Linked DNA regions of Mus musculus: all the other regions are linked to region 3. The links are chromatin contacts, called in public HiChIP or PLAC-seq and promoter capture Hi-C maps. All regions are on one chromosome and are shown on one strand. Each heading gives the region's core, a stretch centred on a gene start, on an enhancer-like site or on the middle of the called end of the contact. The rest is flanking DNA. Distances are from core to core; before and after follow the strand shown.

Region 1 (3,951 bases), core at 1,282-3,781, 1.2 Mb after region 3:
ATGCTTACCATTCCCTGAGGAATCCGGAAACACAATTTGTAATGTTAATGACAGACTTTGAAGAGTTTCAAGATAAATTACTGTAGGTACTATATGTAGGTAAGAGGTGCTAATACCATAATAATTATGATAAAATTTACAGGAAAATAATGTTTATATCAAAGTTGGCACTGAAAGCAAAGACAGAAGCTCCTGCCCCTCATAAAACTGAAGCCAAGTGAATGCCTTGAAAGCCAAGAAGGCAGTGCTGACAGGGTCCACAACCACAGAAAGAAGCAGATCTGCACATCACCACCTTCCAGCCTAATACCCCACAACGAGAACACACCATCATCAAATTCCCCCAATCACTAAGCCAGACAATAAGAAGATTGAAGACGTACTATGTTCACTGTGGATGTCAAGGCCAATTAGCACAGATCAAACAAGCTATGAAGAAAGTCTGTGATTCTGATGTGGCCAAAGTCAGTACCTTGATAAAACCTAATGGAGAAAAGAAGGTGTATGTTCAGTTGGCTCCTGATTATGATGCTCTGGGTGTTGCCAACAAAATTGGGATCATCTAAACTGAGTCTAGCTGGCTAATTCTAAATATACATTTTTCATCATTACAAAATAATGTTGATATTAAGATTAATTACCCTCTATTAAAAGTAGGCATATCCTGTTCAAGCTAAGTAAAAAAAACTGGTTTTTTTCAAAGTACAAAACTACATCATGTATGCAGACAGAAAGAAATTTAAGTACAACTTTCAAATAAGTAGCAGAAACTCCCAAGGCAAGAAACAATAAAAAACTCCCACCACCAAACTGAACATACTGCAAGAACTAAAGTTATGTTTTAATTACTGTGCTTAAGAGACCTATGAAACAAAAATGCCTCTAACCTGTAAACCCCATCCATTTGCCCCAGAACAGGTTAACTTCCTGGGCTGTTCATGAAAAATAACAAGCCACTAAGGTAGGTTGCCTCAACTGCACAGGACGTACTTGATCACAAGTAGGCGGGAGGCAAACAGGCGGGAAGTTAGGAAGAAGTAGTAGGTACAGTTTGTCCCTGCTTGGACAAAAGCAAAAAGCACATAGTCTTGTGGATACTGCCTTTATTAGCACGGGTCGAAGGTAACACACAGCCACTCTCGGAGAATCCTGGTATGGATCTGGCTAAGTGTTCATCAGGACAGTATTTTTAAATAAAACATGCTTCAAATCTTGTTCAAGATCTGTGGTAGTGGTCTTATTTTCACCCAATGGAATTAACGTTTTTCTGGAGGTTTCCAATGAGTTCAGACCACCACCTATGCAAACTCAAAAGCAGGATCTTCACTACAAACTATAGTGCTGAAGGGGCCTCAGGAGGTGCAGTCTTCCGATGTTCCACTGCTCCTCACAGTGCTTTTGTTACCCTGCAGAGTAAACTGCAGTGCTGAGAAAAGTGGCCGCCATCTACAGAGGCCTCCCCAAGTAAGTCACAGTCTGGTTATGTGCTGTGGGATCTCAGTCTGGGATGTAGACGGGTTTGACAGGACCCAAATACACTCTGGCTCAGGTCAAAGAGCAAGATGTCACCTGCCTGGTTCTAGCTGTTTGGAAAGCTTTGTCTGTGTGTGTGTTTTCTGGTCTGTCTGTAAGTTTTATTGCAAATGTGGTAGCCAAGATGAATATGGGTCAGTTGAATGTATGAATGATGTTAGCTACATGTTTTGTGTCTGACTGGTCTCCTTTGAGTACGTGGACTTTTCTGTGTTATGTACTATTGCTTTGTTTTTGCTATCTCTGCTGCCACCAGCCACCAACACTAAAGCCACTTGCCATGGCTACTTTGATAGCCAGGGCTAAAAATTTATCTCTGGGCTTTCTGGTCCCTGGATTCAGGTTACCAGGACTCTAATGTCTTTTGTGTGTGGGTAATATTAAAGTTGTTCTATGCTGTTCTACTTTATTGAAAAGCTAGCTCTGGAGTTGGACTTTGGCCCTCTCTTCTCTATACCCAATCATGCTTATTTAAAAGCATTTTCTTCTATGTTCTGTGTCAGGCAAGCCACCTAATTCTGTGATGGGGAAAAGAGAACAAAGAAAAATGCCAAAAATTGGACTACTGGTTTCATTTACTGCCTAATACCTTTGCTAAGATATAAACCTTATCTCAAGATTTGTAAGACTATCATGGAAACTTTCTGTACCTCAAGATTTGAAAGTTTACTGAGTATGGCTAAAATTGCAGCAAAAAATTTAACTTAAAACTTGTAACACAGGGTGCTTGTTGAAAGTTTAAAATCTATACTTAGATATCTTTTTTGTTTTTTGTTTTCGAGACAGGGTTTCTCTGTGTAGCCCTGGCTGTCCTGGAACTCACTCTGTAGACCAGGCTGGCCTTGAACTCAGAAATCCGCCTGCCTCTGCTGGGATTAAAGGTGTGCGCCACCACACCCGGCTCTATATTTAGATATCTTAAAGGAACCGTGTGTTGTAGTGACACCATTTTGGGATATAAGCAACATGTGGCTTGCCTTATCTGCTGTCCCCAGTCAGGACAGAAGCAGCCACATAGCTGGCAGCATCTTTGCTAGAGCTGGAGAGGGTGAATGTCAGGAGACTTCACCACCGTCTTGATGGAAAGGTATCCGCATGATAGACAACAACCAAGGACGACTCCAAGATATTTTCAACTAGTATAGAGTTTCATATGATAATTTCTGTCCTGAAAACAAAGTCATAAAAAATGAGGTTTATGAGAGATAACATTTAAAACAGTTCCTTCTTTAATAAGGTATTAAAGCTGCATCTCCATGCATTTATATACAAGAAAATACCTTGTGCTGGTAGCCTAATGTTATAATGTAGAGTCATCCAGGTAGTTCTGGTTTTAAAGTCATAAAGGGGTCAGTCATGAAGAGCAGCTGAGAGTTCGCATTGTGTGGCAGGGCTGAAGTTACTAAAAAGAGCCCAGGAGAGGGATTCCAGCAGTTTTGGGAATGCTTGTGCCAAGTGATGGCCCCCAGAAACAATAGCCATAATAAAATGGAGCCAGATGGAGCACAGAAGACAGGCTATAAGCACTGCCAGGCTGGGGCCGGAGAGGTGACCTCAGCCTCTTGGGGAGGCCCTGAGACTATGAATGAATACCAGACACTGAGCACTGAATTGTTTGCACTGCTTAAATTTTCGTTTTTGCCTTACTGTGGTTCTACTCTGTTTCTTACCACTTAAAGTAAAATAGGGTACTTTAAAAAGGGTACTTTATTTTTGATATTGCAGGAGCCTACAGTTTAGAATTTAAACTTCTTTAAAAGGAAATATAAATTTAAAAAACTGGATTTTTTTAAAGATCAGCTTTTAAAATATTTAAATTTTTAAGGCTATGGGACATTTATAAAATGTTTTCTGCTATGATGTCCTTATTAATATGTAATCTTAAAATAAATACATAAATGGCTACTGTTGTGGCAACTGCTATAAGCACCAAACACCAGAAACTAGGATATTCCTATTCTATGATGCAGCAAGATAATGACCTAAGCAGTCTGGCAAAGAGCCCATAGAATGTCTCTTCTTACCTAAAGTCTATCCAGGCTAGCGGAAACTGATTTGCAGATGTAGGTCTAACCACCTTGTCTTCGATAACCTTGTTAATAAGCTTTAGATAGTGTGATAAACTGAGTCATAAAAGAAACTATAATATTCTAAAATGGTATACACTAAAAAAGCACCAAGAAAGAAGTTACCAGTTTCCTTATGGACTGTGTGATTTAAAGATTTATTTTTATACTAAAAGAGGTTCAATTCAGAAAATATTCTCTTATAAGGTTCAAACTCAGTGGAGATAAAACTGTAAATTCCTAATCTTATAAAAATGTACTAATTGTTATAAACTGTTAAAAATGGTTAAGACATGGACGCTAACAGTCAGAACTATACTTAGTCATGCTAAGTTCAAATGTAATTAATTAT
Region 2 (3,679 bases), core at 523-3,022, 1.1 Mb after region 3:
ATTTTTCTTCCTCTCAGAGGCACGGACTAGGTTGGCCGATGCAGTCTTTTGGGCGGTGGGGGCGGCATGAGCTCCGTGTCAGGGTCCAGGGGATACTTCCGCTTCTGTCCCTGGGCGGCTGCTGCACATCTGTCAATGAATTCAAACAGCATCTCCTTGGTGACAGGGTTCGAGATGCTATTGCACACAGCTGTGGACAAAGGAGGAAAACATGTCAGGTGATTAAGGTGGCTGACTCACTACAGGCTGAGGGTGGTCTGCATGCAGCTCTGTGAAATCATGGCATTTCATGATGGGCAAGCAGGCCTCAGGTACTGTTTTGGTGGTCACTCATTGCTAGAGTATTAATTTTAAGCAAAGACGTTAAGGGGTTTTAACCTAGTACAGCATACTTCATGAAAATCTGTATTTAATTAAAACTTCTATGCAGGAAAGTATACTACAGTTTTTAAGTCATTCTGTCAGAAAGATGGCCATTCTGTGAAATACAACAATAATAGCCAATGCCACTATAGAATAGGAAGTTTTCATGGTAGCTTCCATCCATATTGTTATTTTAATCATTTAGGTGAAGAACATATAATAAAATAGCCTAATAAACAAAACATCTTTTCTTGAGTAATCAAAAAAAAAAAACCAATTTTCTCATTTTATGATATTTTATTTGTTTGTTTTGGGAAAGAGGGAGAAAAGAATGGAATGAACTCATCTTGTCTGAGCATAGATGTTACTTCCAAAAAAGGTCCCTGAATGTGAAACAGTATCTTTTAAAATGAAAGAGTGAACTGGCTGCCTCTCTCCTCTTCCTGCTTCTCAGGATCCTGATCGCCACCAGCAGTGGACACTGGACAAGTGAGCCGCCGCCCACTGCACTGATCTAGCCTTTTATAAACCGCCTCTACTGTCAGTACATCTGAAACATGGAGATGACTCCAAGGCATTCACACCACAGCCAAAGAGCATTCTGAAGGATAGCAGGGCAGTTCTTATGTTTTACAGTTTTCATTTACTTTCTCTCCATTGTTTGTAAAGTTATTTTAGGAGCTAGAAATTACATTTTTCCCTTGCTAATTCTGCTTCTTACCCATCTGGCAAACAATTGTTTTAATAGTTTTGAATAGAACAGAAATTATCATGGCTTTTTTTTTTTTTTAACAATTCATTAAGTTAATCTAGTATGCAACCATCACCCTTCCCTCTTTTGCCCTTTCGGGCACACAGGGCAGCTCTTTAGCAACTAACAAGGTCCAGGCCTGACTACCTAACCCATTATTCAGGACAGCATCAACAGGACATGTGGTCTTTGACGACATAATTTTCTGAACTTACTGTATTGGTCACTCTCATACTCACCCATGGCTGTGTTGTAGGCATTTGGGAAACTTTTGTCTATCCTCTGTCTCATGAAGACCCAGCTATTGTTCTCAAATTTGCATTCTATAATTTTGTTGTCATACTGTTTTAGTTCTTTTGTCACCTGTTTTAAAAGAGAATTGATGAAAATATTTTAAATCATTTGAAAGGCTTTTTGCTTCTACTATGTGACAGACACATTAGGAAATGCCAAAAACACCTCAGTAATTCTTCAAGCGGAGCTCTTTGTCATCTGAAGTGTCTAATCAAGCCTGAAGATATGGTGCACACTCCCAGTACACATGCTCATGTATCTGACACTTCAGAGTTGTGAAAATGGCTGTCAATATATAGCAATTAAAAGAAGCTAAGCAGAAAGCAGCCACTTCTGGGCCAAATGCAAATATGTTACCATGGGGACAATGCCTTCAATCCTGTCTGTGTTTCTGTGGCTTTCAGACAATGAGTTCACTGCTTAGGGTTCACCAACTTTCAGAAAGATCTCATCATGTAGATTCCTATGCCACCCCCACCCCCCATTATCTTTATTATAGGTAAAAAGCTACATAAAAATAAATACTAGGATCGAATCAGTCAGTTTTTAAATCCAAACTTACTCCTCGGGCTATTTTCCCCTTTCATTCTTGCAGAGAGTATAGATTTAGAAAGGAAACTATGCTGACTTTAGCTGGTGTGTTTCTTGGCTTCTTTACCTCAGATGATTGAATATGGATTACAACATACTCTATCAAAGCCACCAAGTATCCATGGTAACTATGGTACGTCTGAGAAGATATTCCATCAGGCTAGGAGGATGGTTTTCATAAAAGGAACCTAAAGCTTATCTCTGCACTTTTCCAATCAAATGCCAGTCATGGTAATATTTGAATTCTGTCTTCATCCTTCAGAACTAACAACACACACTCTCTTACAATATGGTAGATTGTAATCACTAAACTTCATTAGCATTATTTGAAATGCTCTCATTTTCTGCCCACATATTCACTACCACCTAGGAAGATGAAGAGATGCAAATTTTTAGAAGCTGCTTTCAATTTAGATTAGTCAGGGTGTGTCTTCATAAAAACTTTCCAATTGTCTTTCCTCTAGATGAATATTGCATTTGATTGGATGGATCATTTGCATTTTCAACAGGTCTAATAACTGGTCCAAAACCAAGGTCTACAGGCCCAGGCTCTGTAAACTTAACCCCTCTACAGATGCTCTCTGTACTGCCTGCTCTAGTTGATATATATATATATAAAATGTATATATATATATATATACACACACATATATACATATATATGTATACATATATATATTCAGAATATCCATATATATTTATATATATCAGCATGTCCCCAAATTCCTGATTTTTCAGTTTTAATTTTCCATGTACTATGAGATCATAGGTATATGCTATTAAATCTATCTTGAGGCGGGTTGGGGGGGACGCTATTTTGCTAGTTCCTGTGATCTACTTGTCTGTGTCAGTGATCAAGTGTGCTATTTAAAGCACTGGAGCTTTGCAATAGAGGCCAGGGGTGTGAGGCCTGCGACTTTGCTATTTGTCAGCTAAGTGAATTCCTTAAGAGTCCATGTGAATGCTAGCACAGCTTTTTCTACTTCTACAAAAGACACTGTTAGGGTTTTGTTCCGTTTATGCAGGATCTCAAGACTGCTGTTAAGTTCTATGGATATTCTGATAACATTCTCTCCTGAGCCATGACTACTCAAAAGCTTTCCATTTATTTCTATCTTCTTTTATTTCTTTTAACAAGAAACTCTGCTTATGATTTTAAGCAACTTTACAAGCAAACTCACTAAAGGAATCATGCTGACACCAAAAGGCACACTCTGAAAAACAGCTGTCAGCAAAAGCACATGTTCGGCATTTCAGAAGCTAGTTACTGGCTAGCAACCGGAAGTTAAGTGTCATAAAGCTCATCACTCTTGTGTTCTCAGTTTCAGACTTAAGCAGTATTATTATCTAGCTGCTATAGCTGCTTGGCCAAATACTACCAATCTGGAAAAATATTTCTAGAAAATGAATGCACCAGCCACTACTACTTTAAATTGATGTCCATATTCAACAAGAAACAGTGTTCTTCACTAGTTACATTTAACTGGGAAAAAAAATACCATCTCTCATATGTAACACACTAAAGTTTTCACTAATGGTCACATAAAAAATTAGAGTACAGAAGAGTGACTTAATTTCAGCATCCATAGTCTTCTGAAGACAATTACATATCATTATTAACTGAAAGAGGATCCCTGCTGTCTTCTTACATCAACTTTGTTATCCTAGTTTGAGTTCCTG
Region 3 (3,535 bases), core at 378-2,877:
CCATGTTGCTGGTCCAGTCAGTCAAAGTTGGCCGCAGCATCTGCTATCCTTTCTTCCCTCTGAGTGGAGAGCCGGAGATCCGTGTGGACAGTGGTTATGACAGGTGTTAATTTCCTGCCATGGTAAAACTAAAAGCTGGTCACATAAACACAAGAACAAAGAAAGCAGAGGCTAACTTAACTAATGGCTTACAGAGCCTGCCAAGAGCTTAAGAGCATTAACACCTGCAAGGTCTAAGGACAGACCTTGCCTTCTTGGGATAAAGGTCAGCAGAGAGTCGTGGTTAACAGCTAGAAAGGACGAGTAAAGATAGAGAAGGGTCTTTAAAGCATGGCCGCTTCCTTAATTGAGCAAGCTGTGCATAAAAGCCTGCGATCATCTCTTTGGTGAGCCAATGGGGCGTGCACAGCCAATGGAGAAAACCTGAGACACCGGCACCCTTCCCCACCCTCATCCAGCCACAGGCTCCCCAACTCTGGATTTCCCGTCCCTCATTCCGGAGGATAGGCCTGCCTTAATAAAAACAGTTTCACTCTGCCTCTGTCTTCTTTCTCTCTTGCATTTTGTCTTTCCCAGACAGTCAGTTGTTTTTTGCTTGTACCATGCAATGAACTCAGCTAACAGCAGAATTGCCATTACACCTGCAGCTCCCTGGCTAACCAACCTAGCTAAACGGGTAAACTCCAGGTTCGGGGAGAAAATCTGCCTTAGGGGAGAGGGGGGAAAGGTGGACAGTGACTGGAGGAAACACAGGCAACCTGTGGCCTGTCCTCATGAAGGAACATACAAACACAGACACACAGATAACACATTAAAGTCATCTCTGTAGGCTGGAGCTTAATTCCCACAGAACTACCTAAGAAGTATATGCACCATCTTTCAGAATTGTCTAAAACAACCCAGCCACAGCGGGCCTAAGTCTGTGCTAGCACTAGCAAACTCCAGGCAGGATAGGCTGCGCTAAACACGCGAGGAGTACAGGTCAAGTGTCTTTCTCCACCTTATTTGAGGCAGACTCTCACCGAACCAGAGGCTGGAGCCACCGGTTTCTGTTTCCACCTCTCAGAAGTGTGGTTTCAGACTTCCTTAGCTATGCAGGTTTTTCAACCTAGGTTCTGGAAATTCAAACGCAGGCACAGATGCTTGTATAGCAGGCACTTCACCCGCGGAGCCATCTCCGCAGCCCTTAGCATGCCTTTTAAATCATCTATTTTATCCAATGGTCTCCAAGTCCGGATTTAGAGCTTTTCCTCGGGAGAGCATCGCCTACAGGTTTAGTAAGCTACAAAATTTCTTATTCGAGATATATCCTACCAGGTTATTCATGAGAGCAAATAAAGGGCATAAACGAAGGAGGAACATTAATTTCTACAGGGTCTAATCATGGCCTCTGGACAGTCCGCCCAGGTTAAAGCATTAAGAACGGGAAATGAGAAGACAGTGAGCACTCAGGGCTCTCGAGGATCTTCCCACTCCGCAGCGCAAGGAGGAGGCAGGGTCGGCCTAGGCTGCACCCTCCGGCCCTGGCTCCCGCTGGCTCGCCGCTCTGGACTGTACCTGACAGGCGATCGACCTACGAAAGCCACACGCCATGCCTCCCTTTCCCGCACGCCCCGCCTCCGCGCCGGAAGTCGCCTCTGCTTCCGCCAGGGCGCGCGGAAGTGTGGAGTGCGCATGCACACGGGGCCGCGGACTATGGCCACCTCCTCCGTGTCTAAGGTACGTGGGGGTGGCGCTCGCCTCAGATTCGCGGTGCCTGTTTGGCAAGTCCGACGAGGTTTGATGGGCATCAGCTCTGGCTCCGCGGAGAACAGGACTCGGGCGGCTTTGCCCAGGTCCGGGTTCGAGGCAAGCTTTGCTCTGGGCAACTAGGCCATGGCGCCAAGGCTAGGAGAGCGGCTGCCCCCAGAATGTGCTGCGTCCTGCCGCTTCCCCCACTCTTCCCCCTCCATAAATTCACACTGTGCTTTAAGTTACCGAGATGCAGATGGAGGCAAAAATAGATTTCTGTTCCCAGAAATACTCATAAGCAGCTGATCTTGAATTGGCTCATTAGCAAGGAGAAAAGTTCTAAGAGAGGAGGGACGAACCAAGGTTTCTGGGAGACCGAGGAAATTCTTGGAGAAAGTGACAGTTTGGCTAAGGTCTGAAAAATAAGAATCTTGGCAAAATATAAAGCATTAGTTTGGGAGAGCAGAATAAGATGGTCTTTGCCTTAGAATGTAGAAATAAAAGAGCGTATTAAGTAAAAAGAGCAGTTTAACCCGTGAGTGGAGAGAGGAGCATTAGGAAAAACCAGAATAAAAATGTAATTCAGATGAGTGTTTTGAGGGGTTGTGGACTACTCGATGGCAAAGGAGTGCTAGTCAAATTGTAGTTTGTAAGAGGAGAAATCCTAGGCTTGTATTGCCCCCTAGGAGCCTGTGGCTACATCTGGAATTAAGATAACTTAAAATTAAGTTTACCATTAGCAACCATATTTCAAGAATATCAAACAGGGCAGCAGATGGAAAAGAAAGGTCTATTGGTCTGTGCTGCTATGCCTTGTAAAGTAAGACTTGACTCCTGTTCTAAGAACAGAAGGACACTCCTGAAGGAAGCTGAAATAACAGACTTCTGAAAGGTTTCGTAATTGGGGCTACAGGGGAACACTGAAGTGGGCTGTCTTCTTTTATAACAGGTCTGTTAGGGGTGATGTTAACATCAGAATCAGGCAGGCAGGCAAGCAGGCAGGCAGGCAGCAACACAGCAGAGCCAGTGAAGGGAACTCTGGCCCACGGGGCAGAGTGAGACCCCTTCAGTGTTTTTACGGGGTGAACCCGCTGGAGGACATTGAAATGCTCTCTGGTTTTGGCGCACAGCCCACTAGGTTGTTGCTGGAGGTAAGCAGCGAATGACTCCTCAGTTTGTGAAGTTTAGGTGATAGATATACACTTTTTCTAACTGGGCATTCCTGAGGGGAGATGGAGCAGGGAAGACAAGGATATAAAGGCAAGTCATTTTAGTCCAAGAAACGCAACTGCCGCTTAAAGAAATTGTCACAGTTCAACAGAAATGGAGACACTTTACACATGGTACGGTTCTGGCTGAGGGTTAAGACATTTGAGAAGTGTGTTAGTGATGAAAGGTAACGGTGCACCAGACATTTAATTTTGATTAAAATGGTCAATGACAAGCAGTACCCCCAAAGACTACATTTCAAAGAGAACAAACACTGTGGTTTAATTAATTTTTTGGAGGCATGTTCTCTCGATGTGCCTTTATCGGTTTGCAACTCTATATGTAGATCAGGCTGAACTTGAACTCTCCTGCCTTCCTGAGCCTGCCAAGTGCTAGGATTAAGGGTGTGCACCACCATACCCAGTTCCTAGTTAAAGACTTTTGTGGTTTTTTTAGCTTTATTCCTATTTTTATTTTTCCTTGGCTACAAAGTTCCAGATGTTTTGAGTGCCCTAACTCCTAATCCTGTTTGTTGCTTAAGACTTCATTGCGTTCTCTTTTCTGGTGGTGAATGTAACAATGTGGACTTTGTGCA

The links. Promoter capture Hi-C pulls out the DNA fragments that hold promoters and counts their contacts. HiChIP or PLAC-seq counts read pairs in DNA pulled down with a chosen protein or histone mark.
Region 1: a promoter capture Hi-C map of cranial neural crest shows a contact between it and region 3. The contact joins the enhancer-like site here to the promoter of Rars2 in region 3. A contact is called at or near these places in 3 of 39 promoter capture datasets (cranial neural crest, frontonasal cranial neural crest and hippocampal neurons) and 1 of 115 datasets of contacts at active chromatin or transcription factors (embryonic forebrain).
Region 2: an H3K4me3 HiChIP or PLAC-seq map of stem cell-derived neural progenitor cells shows a contact between it and region 3, with 3 times the contacts expected there. The contact joins the enhancer-like site here to the promoter of Rars2 in region 3. A contact is called at or near these places in 3 of 39 promoter capture datasets (embryonic stem cells, hippocampal neurons and liver), 3 of 115 datasets of contacts at active chromatin or transcription factors (acute myeloid leukemia, neural tube and stem cell-derived neural progenitor cells) and 1 of 9 other capture datasets (adipose tissue).

Annotation. Positions count from the first base shown.
Region 1 is chr4:33,449,106-33,453,056 of GRCm38.p6, reverse strand. All of the region lies in intron 14 of Rngtt (RNA guanylyltransferase and 5'-phosphatase), which reads right to left. Among named protein-coding and RNA genes, the nearest start is that of Mir8118, 13 kb to the right of the region's middle. Within about 2 kb of position 2,531, at least 12 of the 459 cell types and tissues checked have an H3K27ac peak or open chromatin away from gene starts, as enhancers often do.
Region 2 is chr4:33,496,749-33,500,427 of GRCm38.p6, reverse strand. It overlaps Rngtt (RNA guanylyltransferase and 5'-phosphatase), which reads right to left. Exons shown (of 16, transcript NM_011884.3): 15 at 1,354-1,477; 16 at 1-190. The coding sequence ends at 27. Among named protein-coding and RNA genes, the nearest start is that of Gm52726, 11 kb to the left of the region's middle. Within about 2 kb of position 1,772, at least 22 of the 459 cell types and tissues checked have an H3K27ac peak or open chromatin away from gene starts, as enhancers often do. A contact at or near this core is called in stem cell-derived neural progenitor cells, where this site is marked.
Region 3 is chr4:34,613,049-34,616,583 of GRCm38.p6, reverse strand. Rars2 (arginyl-tRNA synthetase 2, mitochondrial) reads right to left here and starts at 1,627. Exons shown (of 20, transcript NM_181406.4): 1 at 1,558-1,627. The coding sequence starts at 1,593. It overlaps Orc3 (origin recognition complex, subunit 3), which reads left to right and starts at 1,642. Exons shown (of 20, transcript NM_015824.4): 1 at 1,642-1,719. The coding sequence starts at 1,675.